Linked DNA regions of Callithrix jacchus: region 2 is linked to region 1. The links are chromatin contacts, called in public Hi-C maps. All regions are on one chromosome and are shown on one strand. Each heading gives the region's core, a stretch centred on a gene start, on an enhancer-like site or on the middle of the called end of the contact. The rest is flanking DNA. Distances are from core to core; before and after follow the strand shown. Region 1 overlaps CLCN4 (chloride voltage-gated channel 4). Region 2 holds the start of HCCS (holocytochrome c synthase).

Region 1 (7,519 bases), core at 2,476-4,975:
TTGACCCTGATCCCCTCTCTTCACCTGCACGTCACTGACTTCGGTCTCCTGGACTCATTTCCAAGCTTCCTGCTTCTCCCTTTGCAGTGCATCTTTATTGTCTTCTGTGGCTTTCAGCACAAAATACAAACTCCTCTCTACCACCAGCATGGCCGTTCCGCATGTGGTCCTGCTGCCTCCATTTCCACACTCATCCCTATCCCTCCCCTTGCAGGAATCCTCCACCAGACCCTGGGAGCTTCCTGAATTGCCCAAATACTTCACATTCTTTCGTGCCTCTGTGACTTTAAAAAGGGGGCCATTCACCCTGAAGAGCCAAGATTTTCGGAGATGCAAAAAAAATAAAAGTTTTAAAAAGGGGCAGGGGGGATCATTCCTGATGTTTAGAATCATTTCCCTTCCTCTGCCTAGCAAAATCTTAGTCATCCTTCAAGACCTAACTGAAATGTTACCCTTTCTGAAAAACCCTTCCCTAACCGAACCTAAGAGATCACACAGCACTTAACAGACAACCATTGCGATCCATTTAAATATATACTGACTGCCAACTAGAAGCCAGGCACTGTTATATGTGCTTTCATATACACATAATCTCATTTCCTCTTCAGGCATAATCACCTCCATCCTCATGGATGAGAAAACAGGGTCCTGAAATGGCACCTGCAAAGTTCCCTCCCTCTCCTCTATACCACATTCCCTCCATATGACACAGCGTCCTGCCCAAAGTGCCTGCTAGTACAATGATCTCATGTATCTGCTTCTCCCACTGGCTCTTTTCTTCTTTAGACCCTAACCCAGCACATGACACGTACGTGGACCTAAGCCCCAGCTCAGTAACTTTTGAATGAAAGCATTGCTTAGCCATTTGTAGTGTGTCCTTTTGTAATGTCACCTACCTTCCTGTGTCTGTCAGTGTCCCGTGACTTTTCCCTTAGCCAGTCGATGGTGTGGAAGTCCTCATACGTCCCCACGTCAGGGAATGGTTCATCGAGGAAATCCATCAGGTTTCCAGAGCCACTCATTGCTCCCGCATTGACCATGCTAATTACACCTGGGCAAGAAAACTGGTGGTTAAATATGTGAGTGGGACATGCCACGGATATGGCAGAAGAATAATCCACGTGTCCTATTTTCTTATATAAGAAGAATTATTTCAGCATAGGCATCTCTGCTGTAATGAAATATATGCACACTCAACTCTCATTATTCATAGAAGTTATGCTCTATAAAGTCACCTCAAATACTAAATTACTGAATACTGAACTACCATTCCCAAGAGAATACAGAGTAAGGTTCCTGCAAACCTTTGGTCACGTTTTCATCAAACAATTAAAATGTGCCCTGTTTAAAGATACTCTATTTAATAGATATTGTAGAGTCACTAACATTGACCTCACAGCCAGTAGCACTATCACTCATGCCTGAATGAGGCTTCTCCATAAAACATGTTACAGCCCTCTTATGCTCAGGAACACTAGACAGCTTCCCAGCACTGCACTACAGGGCCATTTTAAACAGCAAAATTACCAACAACAAAAAAAAAGCACAAAACTGAAAAACATGGCACTAAATAGAACACGAAAAGCACCCTTGTTGACAGGAAGAGAGTGGAAGCAGGAAGACAGAGCATAGCCCTCTCAGACCTCAGTGAGGAATGGGCACTCCTGGCACTTCCTGTCGCTCTACACACACCCTTATCTATGAACAACCTCAAAAGCTCCACAAGTATTGATCCGGGGGCTACACATACATTTTAGCCAGTTGGGAAATTTGCAAATGTAGAATCTGCCAATGAGGATCAATTATATACATTCCTGAAAACCTCACATTCTGCAAAAGCAAGGTGACCAAATGACAGGGCTAGAGGGGCAAATAGGGTTTAAATGAAAATAATGGCAATCAAACCAATAATTGGTTCCCCTGGGAGACAAAGTAGACCACTCAGGCAGGCAGCCTGTGTGCTTGTCAACGTGGATATTCAGAATGTACCCCAACGGCACAATGAAAATACCGGCAAGACTTTAATGAGCTGGTGGGAGCCCAGGCAATCTACAGAGGGCAGAAGCCCTCTGCGTGAGTGGGGCCACCCTGGAGATGGACAAGGGAGGTGGGGTAACCTGCCATGAGCCAAAAGCCATGAGAGGCTGGTGGCACACTGCCCTGGGCAAGGAGGTCTGGGACAGATGCTCATTTTTAATGTCTTAAAATGCAGTCAAAAGGGCTCCTGCTGCCACGGCAGTGGCATGGTTGAATGTGTCTTCCTTTCCTGTCCAAGATAATAATTCCACTCCCATTATTCCAGCTCCCCTCACCTAGAAAACAACCACAAGTGAACCACCATGTCTCATATTCTCCCACCATCAAAGCCTGATCTGCGGATTGCACAGGAGCTCATTTTAGCTATAGAAAATGCTTTGCATTGGGACCACGGCTCACCACTAGTTAGCAGAAAAAAGAATACACTCTTACAGAAACAAGAGGTTGGATTATGCACTAAATAAAAATTACTTGGGCAAAGAGCATGGAAATTTGAATTATAGGATAAGGACCACAAAAGTGCTGGAATAGATGCTTTAAAAGTTGAAGGGTGGTTATAAAAACATTTGAGTGCGGGCTTCTCTCACGTATTTATGTATCTGGAGGACTCAAGCACGACCTGATGAAACCGCATTTTAATCCAACTGAAGAGTCACTATGGGCAAAGTAGGGTAATCTCCTTACAAGCAATAAAGCAGTCACAGTGCTTGATTTATTGATCATAAGTGCAACACGGCTGCTTTAAAACTTTGAAAGTTTGAGGTTTGAGCCACGCCAAGTTGAAAACAATACCCGCTGATGAGTGCCCAGGGAAGAATCATATTGCATAAGTCAGTAGCAACCAATGACATTAGGAAGAGAGTCAAATAAGAAAGCAAAGATTTCATTCTCATTTCTACACAAACAAGATGAAAATAACCGCTTAATATATGTGGTAAAGAATATCTCTGATGGGAAAAGAGACGACAGACTGTTGACCCTCCAAGGGAGCCCCTGTCAGAAAAACCCAGTCAGCAGATAGAACTGCAGGGACCTGAACGGTCTATTAAAAGGGAGTTCGTACTACCTAAAATTTAACCACGCCTCTTGTCAAACAACTAATTCAGGCAATAACGCTTGAAACAAAAAGTCACTGTAGAGAACAATCCTATCTTTAAACATCGATGGAACTTGTAGTGGTCCCGAGGAAAATAAACAGGCTCTGATCCGCAGAGCCTCAAAGGTCTTCGCTGGGAACCCAGAAGGAGGTGGTGGTGTCTATTGTGAGGCTGGGGTTAAAAGATCATGTAGAGGCCAGGCACAGTGGCTCACGCCTATAATCCCAGAACTTTTGGGAGGCCAAGGTGGGTGAATCACTTGAGGTCAGGAGTCCAAGACCAGTCTGGCCAACATGGTGAAATCCTGTCTCCACTAAAAATACAAAAATTAGCTGCGTGTGGTGGCTGGCACCTGTAGTCTCAGCTACTCAGGAGGCTGAAACAGGAGAATCCCTTGAACCAGGGAGGTGCAGGTTGCAATGAGCCAAGATCCCCATGTGGTCTCTTCAGCATGTGACTTTGGGTGGCAGTATTTCTTACCCAGAGGCTCTGGGCCCCAAAGCAAGTGCGTTAAGAGAAAGAGAGAAGGCAGAAGCTGTACCACCTTGCATGGCCCAGCCTCAGAAGTCAGTCTCTTTTGCCACTTGCTCTTTGTTAAGGCAGTCACAAAGTTCCACCCAGGTTCAAGGGGAGAGGAAGTAGACTCCACCTCTTGATGGGGAAATGGCAAAGTTCTAGAAGAGCATCCAGAAATCAGAAGTATTATTGTGGCTACTTTTTTAAAAAACATACAACCACCCACCCAACTTACAAAACCTTGACAAATAGAGAAAAGCATTGAGAAAAAAATGAGGATTATCCATCCTCATGCCCTAGATAACTTCCACAACCTGTTGGTATGTTTTCTCTGTAGATGTATCTTAAAACAAATTGGCCCTAAGACATATTTGGATCTTGAATATTGTACTTTGCCCTTCTATATTCTGACGTTTATCATAAGAGAGGCAGCATCACGCACATACTAGTTAAAACACAGACTCCAGAACAGCACTGTGTGGGTTCAGATCTCAGCTCTGTCACTTACTAGCCGTGTGATCTTAAGCAAGTTGCTGGACCTTTCTTACTGTGCCTCAGTCTCCCCCATCTATGAAGTAGGTGTTGAAGCAGTGCCTGCCTCAGGGTACTGTGAAGAAGATGGAATGGGCTGACATTTGAAAAGCAATTTGTGCCTGGCATATGGTTAGCGCTTCATCGATCTTTGTTAAAACAAAAATCATGTTTCACGAAAACACCCCTTTCTTACCCCCCTGCATGTCGCCTCATTGCTGAAGTTGATCTGCTCACTCCTCTGCTGTCTGTAGCTGACAGAGGGGACCCGATGGACTTGTTCTGCTCAGGGAGATTGTGCTGGTCCAACTGAGCTTCTGTGAGACCTTCTGTGGGCTTCCACTTACCAAGAATCAGTGAGGCCATTAAAACATGAATCTATATGTGACAGTCAAAATATCTTTTCCTAAAAACGCCTCAAAGCATTTACTTTGAGGAGACTGTTTAGAGACTGCTTTCTTTCAAACCTGAAATAAAATACCTCTGTTCAAAGTGGTAAGACCACTAACCAAGAGACATGTATGACTCTCCAGTCTGGCTGTGTGACCACAGCTGACCCTCACAGCCCCCGCTCTCGAAAGCCAGGACCGTGGGATGCTCCCTCTCGTGCCCCTTCACCCCAGTACATGGCACAGGGAATGAAACAGCACCAGCCCCTTTCACCCTTGCAGGGACAGGCAAACCTTTTGTCACTAATTAAAACAATTTGTCTCTGCTACAGATAATGTTTAGGCCTGGGACTTTACAGCAAGTTCAGCACTATCTTCACAGAAAAATCCTAAGAAATACACTCTTCGGTGTCAGTGAAATGAAAACTTTGAGATGCTCTGGGTGGTCATCTCACATCCTCAAATGGGATCCTCTCAAGTTATCACAATATTTGTGACCATTATGGCCCTTAACACCTAGAAGTGGGGACCAAGAAGTTTGATTGAGAAGAGATCAAGAACTATAGATAGAAAGCAACCTACAGGTAAGCAGTGAAGTCTTTTTGAATGTGTTTTGTTTGGTTGGTTGGTTTGATTCGGTTGTTGTTGTTTGTTTTACTGCTCCATTTCTTTGGCTTGGAAACAATGAAGTCTTGGAGGAACCAACAAGGAGCCAACAGTCCATGCTCAGCTAAGGGAATGGGCTCCAGTGGCTACTACATAGATTCCTGTTTTTCTCCAATCAGACCAAAGGAAAACAGACATCAGGAAAATGGGGGTGAAGTCAGGCATAATCACAGGAAAAGTCCAGGAAGCGAGTTATCTAGGATCTTTCAGTTTACCCTGTTTTTCCTAGAACTCCAGTTTTAGTAAACAAAAGTAGCAAAATTAACATGCCCATGTTAGCTACATTTTAGAAACTGCTCTGTGCTACTCAGCTGGCTTGGATCTAGGGGAAGGGTCTGGATTACCTGGGGGAAGTCAGGCCCTCTCCCTGTCTGTAACTTTCAAGATATCTGCACTTGGAGGAGCAGCAGAAGAAAGGTCTCACCTTAAGACCTTTTCCTTCTGACATGTACAGATACACACAGGTCTGTAGCAGCGATCTCTTACAACATTTTTAAAGAGGTAATTCACATACCATAAAATGTACTTTTGTAAAGTGTACAATTCAGTGCTTTTTAGCAAATTCACAAGGCTGTCCAATTATCACCACTATCCAATTCCAGAACATTTTCGTCCCCCGAAAAGCAACCCCCTACCCATTAGCAGTTGCATCCTTCTCCCAGCCTAGGCAGCCGCTAATATACTTTTCATCCTATGGGTTTGCCTATTCTGGACATTCCATGTAAGTGGAATCATGCAGTATGTGGCCTTTTGCCTCTGGCTTCTTCCACCTAGCATAATTCTTTCAAGGTTCATCCAGGCTGTAGTGCATATCGGTGCTTCACCCCTTTTTATTTATTGCTGAATAAGATTCCATTCTATGGCTGTATCACATTTCATTTATCCGCTCATCAGCTGAAGGCCGTTTGGGTTGTCTCTACTTTTGGGCTATTATGAATAAGGCTGTTAGGAACATCTGTGTACAAGTCTTTGCATGGACATATGTTTTCATTTCTCTTGAGTATATGCCCAGGGACGGATTGCTGGGTCAGATGAGAACTCTTTTCTTGAGTACGCTTTTTATTGAAGTAAACATCTATTCATAAAATGCAAAAATCACAAATGAACAGCTCCACATTTTCACAAAGGGAACTCACCCATGTATGCAGCACTCGGATCAAGGAACGAAATGTGACCAGCCCTTAGCCAGCCCATGGCTCCCCTAGTCCCTGACCTACCACTAAGGGTAACCACTATCCCAACCTCACACTATAGATTACTGCTGCCTGCTTCTGAACTTTAAAGAAATGAAATGTTGTTTCCATCTTCTTCCATTCTACATTACGTTGTAAGATCTACCCATGTTGTTCACTGTAACTATTTATTCATTCTCTTTGTCCTGTAACAGGGACCACCAAACCTTTTCTGTTAAGGGCCAGAGAGTAAATATTTGAAGCTTTCTGGGCCATGTGGTCTCTGTCAGGACTACTCAACTCCACTGTTGTCATTGGAAAGCAGCCAGAGACCACACACACATCAATGCCTGGTGCTGTCTTTCAATAAAACTTTATTCACAGACACTGAAATATGAATTCCATATAATCTTCATGTGTTGCAAAATATTATTGTTTTGGCTTTTTCTCAACCATATAAAAATGCAAAAACCATTCTTAGCTCATAAGCCATACAAAAGCAGGCAGTGAGCTGGAGCTGGCCCATAGGATCATGAACTTGGCCGACTCCTGTTCCACAGTATTTGACTGAGGAATCAGCCCCAATGTAGTTATCCATTCTACTGCGGGTGACACTTGGGTGCTTTCCCATTTGGAGCCATTACACTTCGTGCTGCCATCAGTATTTACATCGCCCATAAAACGGTGTGGTTGAAGCCCTTCCATCTGTTCCCTCCGTCCTCTGCCCAGCAATGGCCAGGTGCCACAGAACCTGCCGATGTTTATGCCAGTATTCCCTTTCCAAATCAGACCATGTCGGATTATTTGCCAACTTGCTCTATTAGCTAATCCCCAGAAGACTTGGACAGATGGAACAGAAAGTCATAACTCAGATTAAAAGATTAAAAGTCTCCAACAAGCAAGGAAGGCCACCCCAGAGATGAGTACTGGCAGTGTCCCCTGCTAGCATGGGCAGGGTAGAAACTGCTACTAACACCACCTCCGGCTCCCATGGGCCTCTCCCACAAGCTGTTCCTGCCCCTTTCTCCTTCCTGTTTCCTCATAGTAACTTAACTGATAGTCAGGGGGTTGCAAATCTTTCCCAGAAAGGGCCAGATGGGAAATCTTTTCA
Region 2 (7,519 bases), core at 1,904-4,403, 910 kb before region 1:
GCAGCTGGGAGCTGTGAACAGAACCTAAGTGGGGACAAGCCACATTTCACAGGGTCTCCTTGACTTTCCATTCACTAGTTCCAGAGAAGCCCAGCCCCAGTCAGAACACAGCTGCGATCCAGGCTTTCATTACTGATGCATTATCTCAGGTACAAGGAACGGGAAAAGAACAGAGGAGACAACACAAAGGCTATTGGAAAAAAAAATCTGAATGCCACTCTGCCTTGTCCCAAGACTGAAACAAGGCACAGGAAACCATGTGGCCTAGGTAATATTCCCATCAGTCAACAGCGAGAGTTTAACAGGAAAAGGCAGACATTAAAGAAAACATTCCACGACCCATATGGGATCAAGATGCTCATTACAAGGGAAGGTCTGAGCCTAATGAGATAAGCAATAGCAAGCACTATGCCCAAAGAACCAGGATGCTGATCCCAATTAGTGGGGGACTGAGAAGCTGGTTCAGAGAATAAGCCAGCACTTGGAGGGCTGCAACCCAGAAGACAGCTGCTCATGTAATAGATTCCTGGCCTCAGGCAACAGCAGTAACTACAGCAATACACGCGAAAAAGATGAGTTTGCTTTCACTACCTTCCCTGCACTTCTCCTCCTAAGCCCTCATTTCCTGGTAACCTGTGCTGCTGCCCACTTTAGCGGTGAAGGAAGACTTGCTATGCCTTCCCTCTCTACCACTGAAAGCACCAATCCTTTCCAAGTCATGGATCCCAGTTGGGTGTTAGAAAGAAAATAAGGTTTCCATTTTTCAAATCATATAACCAGTAGCCCCTTTGATCTCCTATAGATATCCACATTCTTTACTAATGTAATAAGTCTGACAGCTCTCCAAGATACACAGCAAATGACATAAAACCAGAGAAATGGCTTTAGGATCTCCCTGAGGACACTCAGAACAAGAGCATACCTGCTTCAGCTGATCTGTTTCAATTCTTCCTATACAAAGAAACCCCAGAAGAACACCGTCTGTCCTTGTCCAAGGTCACAGAACTTTTGCTGGCTTTGCCACTTACCACCTATGTGACTTGGAGCATCAGTTACTCCAACCCTTAGGTTTCTGACTATAAAAAAAGGGAGCAAATCAACCACACAGCTATGACAATGAGAATGTAAGCTCCACCAGGCAAAGCTGCATTTCGTACGATGCTATTCTCTTGTGCAGAAACAAACAAATCCAGCAGTGCTTGGTACAGAATGGGCAGTGACCTCTCAGAATAGGCTGGCTGACTGAAGAAATGAACAACAGCACATGCATTAGTACTCAGTAAGCACACCATGCTGCTTCTGCCCCTCACAACTTACTGATTCAAGCCATACTTAAATACGAACAATCTAAAGTAGACATGCATCAATTAAAAATGAAAGACAGCTTTTCCATTTTCATTTTCTTATCTAAAAAATGGAAAGCAAGTCCATTAGGTGATGGCTTTCTTTTACATGGAAGAATACTGAAATGGCTATGGGAGCAAAGGTTATTTATTAAGACAGGCAGATCTAGACAAAGGTTTCTCAACCTTGGCCCTCTTGATATTTGGGGCCAGCTGATTCTTTGTTGGGGGGCTGTTCTGTACATCGTAGGATGTTTAGGAGCACTCCTTGCCTCTATTCACTTTCCTCTCAGTTGTGACAACCAAAAATGCCTCCAGATACTGGCAAATGTTCCCTGTGGGAAGTGGGGATTGCCCCCATCCAGCTGAAAACCACTGATGTAGGCACAAGTAAATTTTGGGAAGTTGGGGCTGGTTTAGAGTACTCACTATGTTCTCATGTACTATCTCAATCTGTTCGTGACAGGCCTGTGAAATACTATTATATCCTCATTTTACAGATGATGGACTGAGACTTACAGAGCTAACTTGTTCAGAGTCACAAATCTCAATAAGAGGCAAAATAAGGACCAGACCTACGGTGCCTGACTCCCATGCCTACCAGCCTCAGCAGCATAATACACTGCCTCTTCTTTTAGAGCCTTTCAGGAACTTTTTAAGACCCAGTCTCACTGCCACCCTGCCCGGAGTGCAGTGGTACGATCTCGGCTCACTGCAACCACGGCCTCCCAGGCGATCCTGCGCTGGTACTATGGGTGCCCACCACCACGTCTGCGTAATGTTTTTTTTTTTTTTTTTTGTAGAGGCAGGTTTTTGCCATGTTGCCTGGGCTGGTGTTGAACCCCCGAGCTCAAGCAATCCACCCACCTTGGCCTCGCAAAGTGCTGTCACAAGCCTGACCCCGGCACCTGGCAGTGAATTATCTTTTATTTTCATAGACAAAGGGTCAATTACCTTTCATTTTCCCTTCATGCATTGGGCATCCTGAAGGTGGGGATGCTGAGGCATTTGAGGCCTGAACTGCAACAGCAGGAGTAGATGGAGACAAACCCATGGCTGGAAACAGTGCTGACACCAAGCAATTCTGTATTTCCACCTGCCAAAACAAAGAGACATATTAATGTCTCTGGACTCAAAACTATTCTTTCATTATTCCTAATCTGGTCAACCCTTGTTCCTCCTCTTTGTCATCCCATGGGCATCTACCAGGCAGGGTACCAACTTTGAAGGACAACTTTAATATATTGCTCCCTTAGGGAAATACTGTGAAACCTACACCAACCTCTGGGGGGACGTTTCTAAGGCAGTGAGATTTTGGGGACTGAGGTGAGGCAGTCGCTGAGAAACCACGACACTACCAGGAGGTATAGTCCTGAGGCGGGGGTTTCCTAGGAGTCGTGACCCGGGTGGAGGAGGGGAGGCCCGTTGAGCCCAGACTTGACCCCAGTCCCCAGCGCCTTAGCGAGGGACTGGGTGTCCGGGAAGGGTGCGGCGCATGAAGAGAAATCAGAGGAAAGGAAGGGACAGCGGAGGTCAAGGTGCTGCCAAGTGTCTTCCCCACACCGTCCCAGCGCGTGCCCACCGGCTCCAGCCCGCGGTCCCCAGACCAAACCGGCCGCGGTCAGCCCGCCCTTCTGCACCTGAGCCCTCCCCCCGGGCTGCTCCGGGCGGCCGGTACCGCCTTCAATCGCCAACCCGAACCCAGAGCAGCAACGACTTTCGCCACCACCGCCGTCGCCGCCGCCACCACCTTCCTCTCGCTCGGTCACCGCTGTAGCCGCGGTCACCCCCGGCGTTCTCACGTGCCGCTACTTCCTTTTTAGAAGGCGGGACTTCCGGGCACGCGGGAGGCGGGCTGAAGAGTAATGTTTTCCGTCAATCACGGAGAGCGGGTTCCGTCCTCTCCGCGCCTCCGCCTGTAACCGCAGAGGGGGCCGCGCTCTGGGCCCGCCCCTTAAGGCAAGGAGGCTTTTTCAAAATGCCCGCGCTGGCACGGTAGGTTGTCTGGTCCAGAGGCTTCCCTAGAGTGAAGAGCTCTGCTATGTATGCTTTATGCGGCAGAGGGAGTGCTTTGGAGGAGTTTTAAAATTTCCGTTTCTTTAAATGGTATCCCATCAGTTTTAATTATAGCAGTGATTCAAGAAACATTAGCAGGTGCCCATAACTGTGGCTGGTGGAGATCCAAAAGTGAACAAGACAGTGTTCGGGCTGCCAAGGTCTTCTTCACTGGGTATGTGATTTTGAATGTCTGTATTTTCATTTACCTCCAACAGAAATTTAGCATTTTCTTCTATCAGGAATGGAGGCAATAAATCCTAGTACTATTAGCTACATATGGCACTAATAGACATCAGAGATAAATTATGTCACATATGGTGGTTGTGTCTATCTCAAAATATCATCCATCCACTACTTTCAAATTAAAGTAATTTGATCGTGTTACTTAAAGTGTTAGTAAAGAAACATATATCTTTCTGTATAACTAGTGGATCTGTGAAATGCGTCCAGATGTCCCCTGGTGCAGGAAGTGTTGGGGCTCACAGCTTTCAGCTGAGTCTCCAGGAATTGTTCTCTGCCTAAGAGAATCGCCGCACACAAAATCACATTTCCTCCTTGGGAACAGTCTGCATCCTATGAAGGTCTCTGTAAAGGCACATAAGCCTAGGCCCCTAGCCCCAAGAGAGACAACTCAGAATGGCCATCCCAGCATTGGAGCTGTCTATAGTATAGCCTGAGGTTTCCTTTTCAACTACATTGACTACATCACAGCTTAACTTCTTTCTTTACTCACAATTATTTTATCCCTCCCACAATTCCCTTTCACTCTGATAATTCTGTTTTGTTACCCACAATTCTCTTTTCCACAATTCTCAGTTCTTTGCCCAATCATCTGTCTCCCACAATTCCTAATTCTCTAACCATCCCAAGTCACTCCCAAAATTCTATTCCTTCCCAGAATTCATTTTTCTGTCCCACAATTCCTTGTCTTGCTCACAATTATCTTGTTTCTCCCACAATTCCCTGTGTCTCCCACAATTCACATTTCTGTTCCACAATTCCCTGTCTTGCCCATAATTCTCTTGTTTTCCCCACAATTTGCTGGGTTTCCCAACAATTCTTTATTCTTTCCTACAAATTCTTATATATCTCAAAATTGTATTTCCCACAGTTCTGTTTCTCCCACAGTTCTTTGTCTTTTCCATCATTCCCTATGATTCTGTCTCTCACAGTTCTTTTCTCTCAAAATTATTCATTTCCACAGTGTTCTGTTCATTCACAGTACTCTGTTGTTATTCCCCAGTCTCTCCCATAATTCCCCATTCTCTCTCATAATTCTGTTCTCTCACAATATTCTTTTTCATTAGTTCCTTTCTTCCACAATTCTCCCTTCATTCTCATTAGTCCTTCTCTCCCACAACACTTTATTCTCTCCCACGATTCCCTGTATCTCCCAGAATTCTCTATTCTCTCCTCTACTTCCCCATCTCTCTCCTTGTTCTCTGTTCTTCCATAATTCCTTATCTTAAACATAATCTTGCATTCTATGCTACAATTTCCTCTCTTTCCTATAATTCCCCGTCTCTTCCACAATTCTTTGTTCTTTCACAGAATTCTCCACTTTTACAATTCTCCATTCTCTCAAAATACTCCATTATTGTTCACAATTCCTCAGTCCTTCTACTAACTCCCATTCTCATAATTCTGTTTTCGCACAATGTTCTCTGTCACAATTTTCTATCCCACAAATATTCCTTTTCTCCCAAAATTTTGTGTCTCTTCCACAATTTTTTGTTTTCTCCCACAATCCTGTCTCTCCCACAGTTCTTTGTCCTGTACTCTCCCACAATTCCATGTTTCTCCCACAATTCTGTTCTTTTGCAGCTCCCTAGTCTGTCTCCTAATTCCACATTGTCTCACAATTCTCTGTTCTCTCATGATACTTTATTTTCTCCCTTCTCCCATAATTCTCCCTTCTCTCCCACAATTCCCTATTTATCCTACCATTTTCTATTCTCTACCATAATTCTCAGTTCCCTTTCACAATTTCTCAGAAGACCCGAGCCTGGTCCTGTAACTTCAGTGTTTCTTAAGAGCAGGGCAAGAAGGGGAGATTTTTCAGGCCCATAGCCAGAGCAGTGGAAGAGGGTGCAGCCTGGGCATGCAGAAGGTAGGTCAGGGAAGAGCACAGCTCACTTTGCATGGAGGTATGGGAGTGGGCAAGAAGGAAAGCAGGGCCCAAGTGGAAGAGCATGGCCCAGAAAAATGGTATGCGATCAAGAGGAAAGAGTACAGTGGGAGGGTTTGTAGCTATAAGGAGAACAAGTGTCAGGAAAGTTGTGACTAAGGGGGAGCACAAAAGACCAATTCTTTGTTGTTTCCACAATTCCTAAATTCTTTCACATAAAAACAGAATTATATATTTAAATGTGTAATTCTCTTGCCTATGTATGATTTTCTGAAGTTAGAGAATAGATCTTATTTAGCTTTTTATCCCCTATGTCAGCACAACTCAAAATGTGTCCTGCCAGTAGGGACCAGTTCACACACGGCTACCATTCTAATATGAGATGAGGGGCTTTCACCACAAGATAAAGCAAAACATTCCTTGCTTTATCAAGTCAAGAAAGTCTTACTATGAAAAATGTCTCATCTCAGATAAAATTGTGCTTAGTAACATAGCAGATTTATATTATAGCACAAGATTCTTATCAGTACCTGGACTAGCCCTTGAGTAGCACTGCCCTATCATTACAGTGTAGTTTCTGTTGTATAATTGAGTGCCCACTGAAGCAATCAGAAGCAGGCACTGAAGGGATCACAGAGTCAATGAATCTTGAACAACATCACTCATTCAACAGTATTTATGGAGCATCTGTGTTGTGTCAGGTACTGTGGGAAGTGCTGAGAATTTAAAAGTGCTAGACAGACTCCTTGCTCTCAGGGAATTTACATTCTAGTAAATGAATAGTTCAGATAACAAACAATCCAACACAAACAGGTAAATAGTTTCAGATCCTGAGAAAAGCCAATTAAATGACACAGGTAGTGTGACAGAGATTGAGGGATGGAGGTCTACCCACCCCTTGGGTAGATGATCTGTGAAGCAGAAAGTCTGTATTCCTTGGGAGCTTGTTAGAAATGCAGAATTTCAAGTCCCTTCACAGAGTCATCGAGTCAAAATCTGTCTTGTAACATGATCCCCAGATGATAAGTGTGCACGATACAGACTGAGAGCTCAGGATACCTTCTTAGATGTGGTTGTCAGTAAAGACCTCTCTGAAAAGGGGGACATTTTAGCTGAGACCTGAATGTTGAGAAGGATATATGTAAAGATGAATGCAAAGAGTGGTCCAGACAATGAGAATTCCATGGTAAAATGTTCCAAGATCAGAAGGAATGGGGGAAGACCAGTGTGGCCCACACAGAATGAGTTAGGGACAGAATGGTTACAGGTGTTGTTGGGGCTGGATCATGCCATAGGCCATAAGGAAATTACATTTTCTTTTCATTGAAATGTGAAGCCATGGAAGGGTTTTTAAAAATAAGAGTCATTTGATTTGACAATAGAGATAGCTTATTTTTCTCAACTTTGCTCTTCACCACTCTCCAGTTATACCTGGAGATTTTTACTTGGTTCTATGACAGCACTGCCCATGAACTTCATAGACTGTGATCTTTGCTAAGGTCTAAATGAATAAAGGTAAGTTCCTAAGATACAGACAGGAAACTCCCCACTTATATGTCTGTGTTCCATGGAGTTCCATGGAGTCTGCCAGAATTCATCACCTATATACTCAGAAGGACCACATCTACATCAGAGGCTAGGGCTGCCTCTTACTTTTCAAAATGGACACTGCTTTTCCTTAAAGGGATTTATTGCCAATAAAATTATAGATGGCCAGAGGTTGTCATTCTATTTAATATTCTCACAACCATTGTACTAACTTCAGAGGTTATGTTACTAATTGGTAGGTCCCAAGGTTTTTTGTGTTTTGATGAGAGTCAAGGGTTTCTTAACATAGACCTCTAAAAATTCAATTAATTAATTCACTGATTGCAGGTGACTACCTTATATGATGGAACACTCCCAATTTCTTAAATGAAACCTAGTTTCATGTCTCCAGATGTATACAGCACATTGCTTTTTGAGAAAGTTTCTTTAATTTATAGCTGTA

What was found. A called contact is a pair of places that touch in the nucleus more often than the background predicts.
Region 2: a Hi-C map of skeletal muscle shows a contact between it and region 1, with 6 times the contacts expected there. The contact joins the promoter of HCCS here to the enhancer-like site in region 1. A contact is called at or near these places in 2 of 3 Hi-C or Micro-C datasets (both in skeletal muscle).

Annotation. Positions count from the first base shown.
Region 1 is chrX:10,383,132-10,390,650 of calJac240_pri, reverse strand. CLCN4 (chloride voltage-gated channel 4) reads right to left here. Exons shown (of 12, transcript XM_035289519.3): 2 at 897-1,051. The coding sequence starts at 1,040. Among named protein-coding and RNA genes, the nearest start is that of CLCN4, 23 kb to the right of the region's middle. Within about 2 kb of position 3,725, at least 1 of the 16 cell types and tissues checked has an H3K27ac peak or open chromatin away from gene starts, as enhancers often do. A contact at or near this core is called in skeletal muscle, where this site is marked.
Region 2 is chrX:11,289,936-11,297,454 of calJac240_pri, reverse strand. It overlaps HCCS (holocytochrome c synthase), which reads right to left and starts at 3,153. Exons shown (of 7, transcript XM_008988939.5): 1 at 3,094-3,153; 2 at 2,298-2,439. The coding sequence starts at 2,397.